2 separate regions of the Ovis aries genome follow, and region 2 is linked to region 1. Evidence: chromatin contacts called from public Hi-C data. All regions are on one chromosome and are shown on one strand. The core of a region is the stretch at or near the end of the contact, and the rest is flanking DNA. Distances in the headings are between cores, read along the strand shown. Region 1 has its middle 9.8 kb from the start of TMEM270. Region 2 holds the start of CLDN3 (claudin 3).

What was found. A called contact is a pair of places that touch in the nucleus more often than the background predicts.
Region 2: a contact with region 1 is called in a Hi-C map of mixed tissues, with 3 times the contacts expected there. The contact joins the promoter of CLDN3 here to the enhancer-like site in region 1. A contact is called at or near these places in 3 of 16 Hi-C or Micro-C datasets (liver, mixed tissues and skin fibroblasts).

Annotation. Positions count from the first base shown.
Region 1 is chr24:33,915,653-33,919,587 of ARS-UI_Ramb_v3.0, reverse strand. No RefSeq gene overlaps it. Among named protein-coding and RNA genes, the nearest start is that of TMEM270, 9.8 kb to the right of the region's middle. Within about 2 kb of position 2,242, at least 5 of the 54 cell types and tissues checked have an H3K27ac peak or open chromatin away from gene starts, as enhancers often do.
Region 2 is chr24:33,969,476-33,973,410 of ARS-UI_Ramb_v3.0, reverse strand. CLDN3 (claudin 3) reads right to left here and starts at 2,148. Exons shown (of 1, transcript XM_004020967.5): 1 at 878-2,148. The coding sequence starts at 1,913. The coding sequence ends at 1,254.

The DNA of each region.
Region 1 (3,935 bases), core at 993-3,492:
CCAGGCTTGTCCTGGGCCCTCTTTCTCCTCCATCAATACCCACATCCTAGGGGGTCTCTGTCATCCAGTCTCGTGGGTTTAAATGCTATTTATACGCCGTATGTGCGTGCTAAGTCTCCTCAGTCATTTTCCAACTCTTTACGACCTCAAGGACTGTAGCCTGCCAGGCGCCTCTGTCCATAGAGTTCTCCAAGCAGGAATATTGGAGTGGGTTGCCATGCCCTCCTCCAGGGGATCTTCCCGACTCCGGGACTGAACCCGCAGCTCTTGTGTCTCCTGCATTGGCAGGTGGGTTCTTACCACTAGCACCACCTGAGAAGCCCCCAGTGACTCCCAAATGGGTGACTGGCTCTGACTCTTCCCTGAACTGTGGACTTGTGTGCCTGACCTCTCCCTTCGGAGGGGGGCTCTCCTGGGCCTCCTCCTCCCAAACCCCTCCCATCTTCACAGACGCCGGAACCACTAGGCATGCAAAGACTCAGCCCAAATTTTCTCTCATCCCACATTCTGTCTGTGGGCAAATCCTGTGTCTGTTCCATTCCTCCCCAGCCCCTCCCACCTTCCCCAAACCCCTTTAGCGACCTCTAAACTGGCCTCCCTGCCTCCCCTTTGTCCCCATACCCAGTCCGTTTCCCTCACAGCCAGAGGTCATTATTATTATTTTTTAACTTCTAATGGGAAATTTCAAACACACACAAAAGAAGAGATTAAGACAATAACCTTATGTGTTTACCACTCAGTTTCAACTGTTAATAAAATATGCCCAACCAGAATGATGTCTTTATAGTATAAGTTTGGTGAATTTCCCCTTCTGCTTAACCTCAAATCAGATTCCTTACCAACCTCATCCTTAGCCTTTTTCCTCTTCACTCCAGGATCCTGGCCTCTGCTGATCCTGAAACGTGGTATGGTGACCTCAGGGCCTTTGCACTGCTGGTTTTTTTTTTTTTTTTTTTTGGCCTGATTACTCTTCTTTCAGATCTTTTCTCGCCTGGCTTGTTCTCAACCTCAAGGTATCCACCATTTGGAGTGAACAAATGTTAGTGTTTTGTCATTACGGCTTCTGAATATTTGAAAATAGAAAAAGAGGAATGCATTACAGGTGAAGCTGAAGTTCCCTCTGAGTCTCACCCTCCTCCATCTGCTGCTCTAGGGAACCAGCTACCATCACGAATGGGCAGGGATCTTCTACGTCTTTCTTTGGCCAGAACATGCAGCATGTGGGATCCTAGTTCCCCAAACAGGGATTGAACCTGAGCTCTGTGCTTCCAAGGCCTTGGAAGCACGGAGCTTAACCCCTGGACCACCAGGGAAGTCCCTAGGTCTTGTTTTTTTTAAAAAATATTTTCACTATACTTGTGTCCAGAACAGCATATAATACTGCTTAATGGGTTTGAAAAAATTACACACATGCTATCATTTCACAGCTATTACTCTGTAACTTTCCCCTCTCACGTGACGCTATGTTTTTCAGACCTGTCCATGCTGACGCATATAGATCACATTCATTTTAGCCACTGCTTAGTCATCCCTGAGCCCGATATACCCAGTATATTTATTCATTTTCCTAGTGATGGAAAAAATGCTGCCGCACGCAGTCTCTCACATGCTTTTTCATTCACAGACGAATGCTTCTGGAAGGAGTGCCTTTCAGGCTGGGGTGTGCAACCCTTGAGGGGGTGGTTAAAAACAATCCAACCGGTTGCGAAGCAGGATGGAGAGAAAACAAAGGTGCAGTGAGGGTAGCTGCTATTTTGGTAACTTGCATTTCAGTCTCCCATGTCTGAGTAATGGGTGGTTTTGTACAGGACCCTTCTCACCACTCTGAGAGTCTGAAAAACCAACAGAGAGCTGTGGGCTCAGAGATGGGCAAAGTCCGATGCTCCGGTAGCCCCGTGAGCTCATCCATGCCCAGTGTAGCGTCAGACTTTCTTGGTTTTTGCAAATGAGATAGTATCTCATTGTGGTTTTAATTTTGCATCTCCCTCGCTAACTAACGAAGTCGAACGTCTTTTCCTGCATTCTTGGCTCTTTGGTTTTTTTTTCTCCCTCCTGTGACTTGCCTTTGCCTAGGTGTTCCACTGAGTCACTTGATTTTATCTGACTGATGTGTAGGCGTTCCTTAGATATTCTGTGAATTCTGGCTACTTGTCCTTGGACTGTTTCACGGGTTGCACACCTTTCTTCCAGGCTGTCACTACCTGTTGGCTTTGCTCCAGCTCTCTCTACACCAGATCCAGCAACAAGGAGTTTATCAGTGACTCGGGCCAGGGCAGTGGGGCGGCATGGGCAGAAGCTGTGTGGCCAGTGGCTGGTGGCTGCACAACTTCTTTCAACAATATGGCTTAAATGATCAAGTGAAGGGGCAGTGAGGAACATTTTTCTTTCTTTTAATAAAAATTGTATACTTTTTTTTCCTTTTTGCTGAGTCGCACGGCTTGCAGGATCTCAGTTCACCAGGGATTGAACCCCGGGCCATGGCAGTGAAAGCACCCAGTCCAACCACTAGACCACCAGGGAACTCCCCAAACTGTATACACTTAATGTTTACAGTTTGGTGTTTTGGGATACCTATACATTGTGAAACAATCTCCACAATCCGGCTAAACAACATTTCTGTCACCTCTACAGTCAGCATGTGTTGAGAAGATGTAATTAAACCTAGCCCCTTAGCAAGTTTCAAGTACACAACGCAGCATTGTCAGCTGTCATTGCCGTGCTGCAGGTTAGCTCTTTAAACCTTACTCATCCTGTATAACTGAGACTTCGTACCCTTTGATACTGGAGTGGGTTGTCATTTCCTCCAACCCCAGCCTCTGGCCACCCTCTTTATACTTTCTAAGAGTTCAGCTTTGTTAGATGTTGCATGGAACTGAGGTTAGGCGGTCTTTCTCTTTCTGTGTCTTGCTTATTTCTCTTAGAGTAGTGTCCTCCAGCTCCATCCACGTGGTCACATCTCACACGTGGAAATGTAAATTAGTGCGGCCATTCTGGAACACAGGATGGAGTTTTCTCAGAAAATTAAACTTAGAACTACCTTAGGACCCAGCAAGCCCACTTCTGGGTGTGGCTGCAAAGGAATCGGAATCAGGATTGTGAGGAGGCCCATCTATACCCCAAGTTCACTGCAGTGTTATTCACAGTAGAAATGGAAAGACCCTAAATGTCCTTTGATGAGTGTGTGTTTGGTCAAGCAGTCGTGTCTGACTCTTTGCCACCCTATGGACTGTAGCCCACCAGGCTCCTCTATCCATGGGATTTTCCCATCGAGAATACTGGAGAGGGGTGTCACGCCCTCCTCCAGGGAATCTTCCCGACCCAGGAATCGAACCCACGTCTCCTCTGTCCCCTGCATTGGCAGGTGGGCTCTGTACCACTGAGTCACCCGGGAAGCCCCCTTTTGACGGCCAGAAGGAGCAAGTAGGGAGAGGAGTTGCTGAGGAAGCGTAGGGAGTGGGTGGGTGGGGGGAGATCCCAGAGAGAAGTCCAGGAGAGCCGGCAGAAAACAAGAGTGTGAAACACATTGGTTCTGCATAAATTAATAAATGAATGGGTGAAAATTATATTTTCCATTGTTGTTTTTTGTACCATGCAGCGTGACTTTACAATCTGTTGTGGGCGTTGATGTGCTTTTTGCCCCATTTATCCGAACTTTTTTTGGCGGGTGGTGATGAATGTTTTTCAACAATGGGATGGTTTCACAACTTCATATCCTTTTAAAGAACTCTGTTTAAAGCATTTTCATTCGTGCTTGTGTGCAATAAAGTTTTTGCATTAATTTTAAAGTAGCGATGATCCTTTTCAATATGGTCGTTTTCTTTTTTTTTTTTTTAATTTTACAATCTAGTCTTGGGCTCCAAGTGAATTGTTTGAAAGTGGTTTGATTGCAGTGAATATTTCCACATATTGGTTTATAAATTAACAAAATGCATGCC
Region 2 (3,935 bases), core at 899-3,398, 54 kb before region 1:
AGTCCCAGTTCCGCAGGGCCGGCTGGAGAGGTTATTCTAGAGCAAAAGTCTGATCAGGTACCTCCCTTCCACAATTCCGGTAACAATCCAGTACAATCCAGGGTCTGTAATTCTGCACACGAGACTCCCTGTGACTTGGCCTCTCCAGGGACCAGGGCCCCATCGCCACTTCCTCCCTCACCTTGCTCTCTACCCAGCCAGGTGAAATCCCACTTCCCTAGCTCTGGACACTGGGCCCCTTTCCCACTGCCTGAACCTCCTACACCTTCTCCAAGACACAAGTGCTTCCAGCCTTGTTTACCTTAAACATTAGAGTGTCACCAGAGAGTTCTGAGTACCCCCTCCCCCCTCCCTACCCTTCTGAGGCCCCTCTCTCTTCTGTCCTCCTGGGGACACAATTCTACCCAGTTTCCTTTGGTGGTGTGTTTTACCAAAACAATAGATCTTTTTGTTCTCCTTTCCCAAATATGAAATCATAGCATTGAATGTGCTCTTTCACATGCCGCAGGGTGATTCAGGCATTGGGGAGCGCTTTGGAGGGCCGGTGTCCCAGGCGCAAACCTGAAGGGGGTCCCTGACATCCCCCCACCTCCTCCATGCCCAGGAGTGCACCTGCCCACCCCTCCGGAGTGGGCCTTCCTTGTCTGAATCCCCAGTGAATAGGCCAAAGGACCAGCTAGCTAGTGAGTACCCAGCTCAGTTTACAACTTATTGAAACTCTCTAAGCTTCATCCCGCAGCTGGAGCGCAGAATTCAGCCAGGGCCAGTCCTTGGGGGGCGCACGCGGGGCGGGGGGGCGGGGGGTGGTGGTGGTTGGGAAGGGGAAGTTCTGCAAGTAGGTGGAGGCCTGTCTGCGCTCAGGACAAGGAGGCACCAGTAACTGCAAAACGAAAGATTTTTATTGAAAAATATCGTGGCCCCTTTTCAAAGCTGCGGGTCCCTGCGCAAAGAGAACTTTGTGGCCACAGTCCGACCAGGCGGGCAAGTAGCGGTGGTCACCCCAGTTCCGCGCACCAGAGGGGCAAGGTTTCAAAGGTTCGTGCCAGCAGGCCCCTGGGCTCCACAGTCCCGCTCCCCGGGCCCGGGGAGGGCTAGCAGCTGGGGAAGGGGGTGCCGGGGGGGCCCCTCCCAGTCCAGCGAGTGAGCAGACAGGCATCTGGGGGGCGGGGGCTGGTCTCCGATGCAAGGCTGCACGCAGGACTGGTGGGCGCGCCAGCTTGTGGGAGTGGTCGGGACTTCCCGCGGTCACCCCATCAGACGTAGTCCTTGCGGTCGTAGGCCGTGCCGGTGCCCGTGACCGGCCCGGTGGAGCGCGGCGCCGAGTAGACGATCTTGGTCGGCGCGTAATTGTCGCGCGGCGGGCAGGAGCAACAGAGCAGCGCGCCCCCCAGCAGCTGCAGCGCCGACGCCGCCCAGCCCACGTACAGGGCGGAGCCCATCTCGCGCTTCTGAGCCTCCGGCACCAACGGGTTGTAGAAGTCCCGGATGATGGTGTTGGCCGACCAGGACACCGGCACAAGTGTCAGCAGGGCGGCCAGCAGGAAGAGCACGCCCGCCACGATGGTGATCTTGGCCTTGGCCGTGTCGTCCTGCACGCAGTTGGTGCACTGGGCGCCCACGAGCGCCACGAGGAGCCCGAAGACGGCCAGTAGGATGGCGACGACGATGAGGGCGCGGGCCGCCTGCAGGTCCTGCGGCAGCGCCAGCAGCGAGTCGTACACCTTGCACTGCATCTGGCCGGTGCTCTGCACCACGCAGTTCATCCACAGGCCCTCCCAGGTGATCTGCGCCGTGATGATGCTGCTGCCGATGAAGGCCGTCACGCGCCACATGGGTAGCGCGCAGCACACTATGGTGCACAGCCAGCCCAGCACGGCCAGCGAGGTGCCCGCGATCTCCAGGCCCATGGACATGGCTGCCGCGCCAAAGCCGGCTCTGCCGGGCGGCTCCACGTGCGGGACGACGAGGGGCCGGGGCCGCTGGGGCCTGGGCGGGAGCAGCGGTGCAGCCGACGGACTGACGCCCCGCTTGACGGACGGACCGACGAACGGACACAAGGGTGGCGCGCGCTAACGGCTCCGCTCTGCCGGTTGGCGCAGCGGCTGCGCCTGCACCTGCCTGTGGCTTTGTAGGCGGGCGGCTGCGACTGGGCTGGCCCCTAGGAAGGGGCCGGTTAGTCTTCGATCCCGGCCCAGCGCTCCGGCGGGGGCGGGAGGGGCGGAGCCGCGCTCTCCCAGGCCTGGGGACAGTGACGTGGCCCCTCTTCTCCCTTCACTAAAGTGCCCCGGGAGGAAGCACTTGGCCAGGAGTGGCTCAAGGCGCCAGGGTGCGGGCTGCCTAGAGGGCGGGGCCGAGACCTGCGCTCCAGCCCCTCGCTCCTGCCCACCCCGCCCTCGCCCCAGTGCTCGGAAAGGAATTCTCCGGGGAATGGGGTGAAAAGCACAACCTGCTTGACACTCCACCACTCTACCCGCAGCAAGGAGGCGTGGGGAGGCGGGTGCTGCCAGTGGCCCGGGATCCACGGGGAAGGGGCGGGCAGTGTGGGCGTGGCCAGCCAGCTGTGGGCGTGGCCCAGAGTTTACGAGAGTGGGCGGCTGTCCTCCGAGCCGCGCACCTGCTCCTCGTCCCCCTGGCTCCTGAGGCAGCGCTCCTCCCTGCGCGCGCTCTCTGCCTGATCCAGGCCCATGGGACTGCCAGTCCTGGTCGTCTGGACTCAGAAGCGGGGGACAGCCCGCAAAGGTGCCCTGAAGACACGCCTGAGCCAGTGCTGAACTCAGATTCTCTAGCCTCTCCGCAGTTCCCATGTCTTCACCCTCACAGTGTCCCTGGATCCCTTTCGCTGAGCTGGCCTCGCCTCCTAGAAACACCGCACTCGCACCCTCCTCCCACAAAGCCCAGGTCCTAACCCGGAGGAGTCAGTACCCACCTTATTGAAACGATGGTGAGAGACTTTTGATCCCGGCAAAGGTGGGAAGTCAAAGACATTATCTCTAATGGCCTTGCTCCCACACCTGAGCTATCCCTCACCTTGCTCTCTGTCCTACAGAGGTGACCTTGGAGATTCTGTCCCTCACTTCCCCTCTCCTCAGGGCCCCCACCCTTGCCATGTCCTCTACAGGGATAATGTAGAGACCACATGGCCCGTTCTTTCTACCTTTCAGCTTTTTGCTCCCAGCCAGGCCTTCCCCTGACCACACTATTTAAAATCACAGCTGGGAATTCCCTGGCTGTCCAGTGGTTAGGGCTCCATGCTTTCACTGCCATGGCCCAGGTTCAATCCCTGGTTAGCACAAGGTAAGGATCCCCCAAGCTAGGATCTCACAAGATTCCCCAAGGGCCACGTGGCCAAAAAATAAATAGATAAAGAATTTAAATTGCAGCTATTCACCCCACAATGCCCTGTCCCCGTTTTTATAGTTTAAATTCCTTTTAGCATTTCACACTGCCTGTTATTTGCTTTCTGCTCTGGTATGTCAGCTCCACTGGGACATCCAGAATGCCCCCAACAAGGCAAGGGTTTCTGCTGGTTTTATTCACTGCCATGTCTCCAGTGTCTGGAACCATGTTGGGTCCTGAAGACAAAGTTGATGTAGTGACTTAAAAAAATTTTTTTTTACTTATTTGGCCGCGCGCACAAAATCTTCTTTTCAGCAGGGGAACTCTTAGCTGGGGCATGCGGAATCTAGTTCCACAACCAGGGACTGAACCCTGGGCCCCCTGCATTGGGAGTGCAGAGTCTTAGTCACTGAACCACCAGGAAAGTCCCTGATCTAGTGACTTGAATGGAGGATAAGCATCACTTTCTTGCCTTCCTGCAACCTTGTCTGCCCCGGGGGGCCCCCTCCTCCTGGCATGAATGACTGGTGATGGGATATTACCCTGTTACCTGCCTTTGGAATCTAGTCGGAACCTTGGGCACTTTGAGGTGAGAGGAG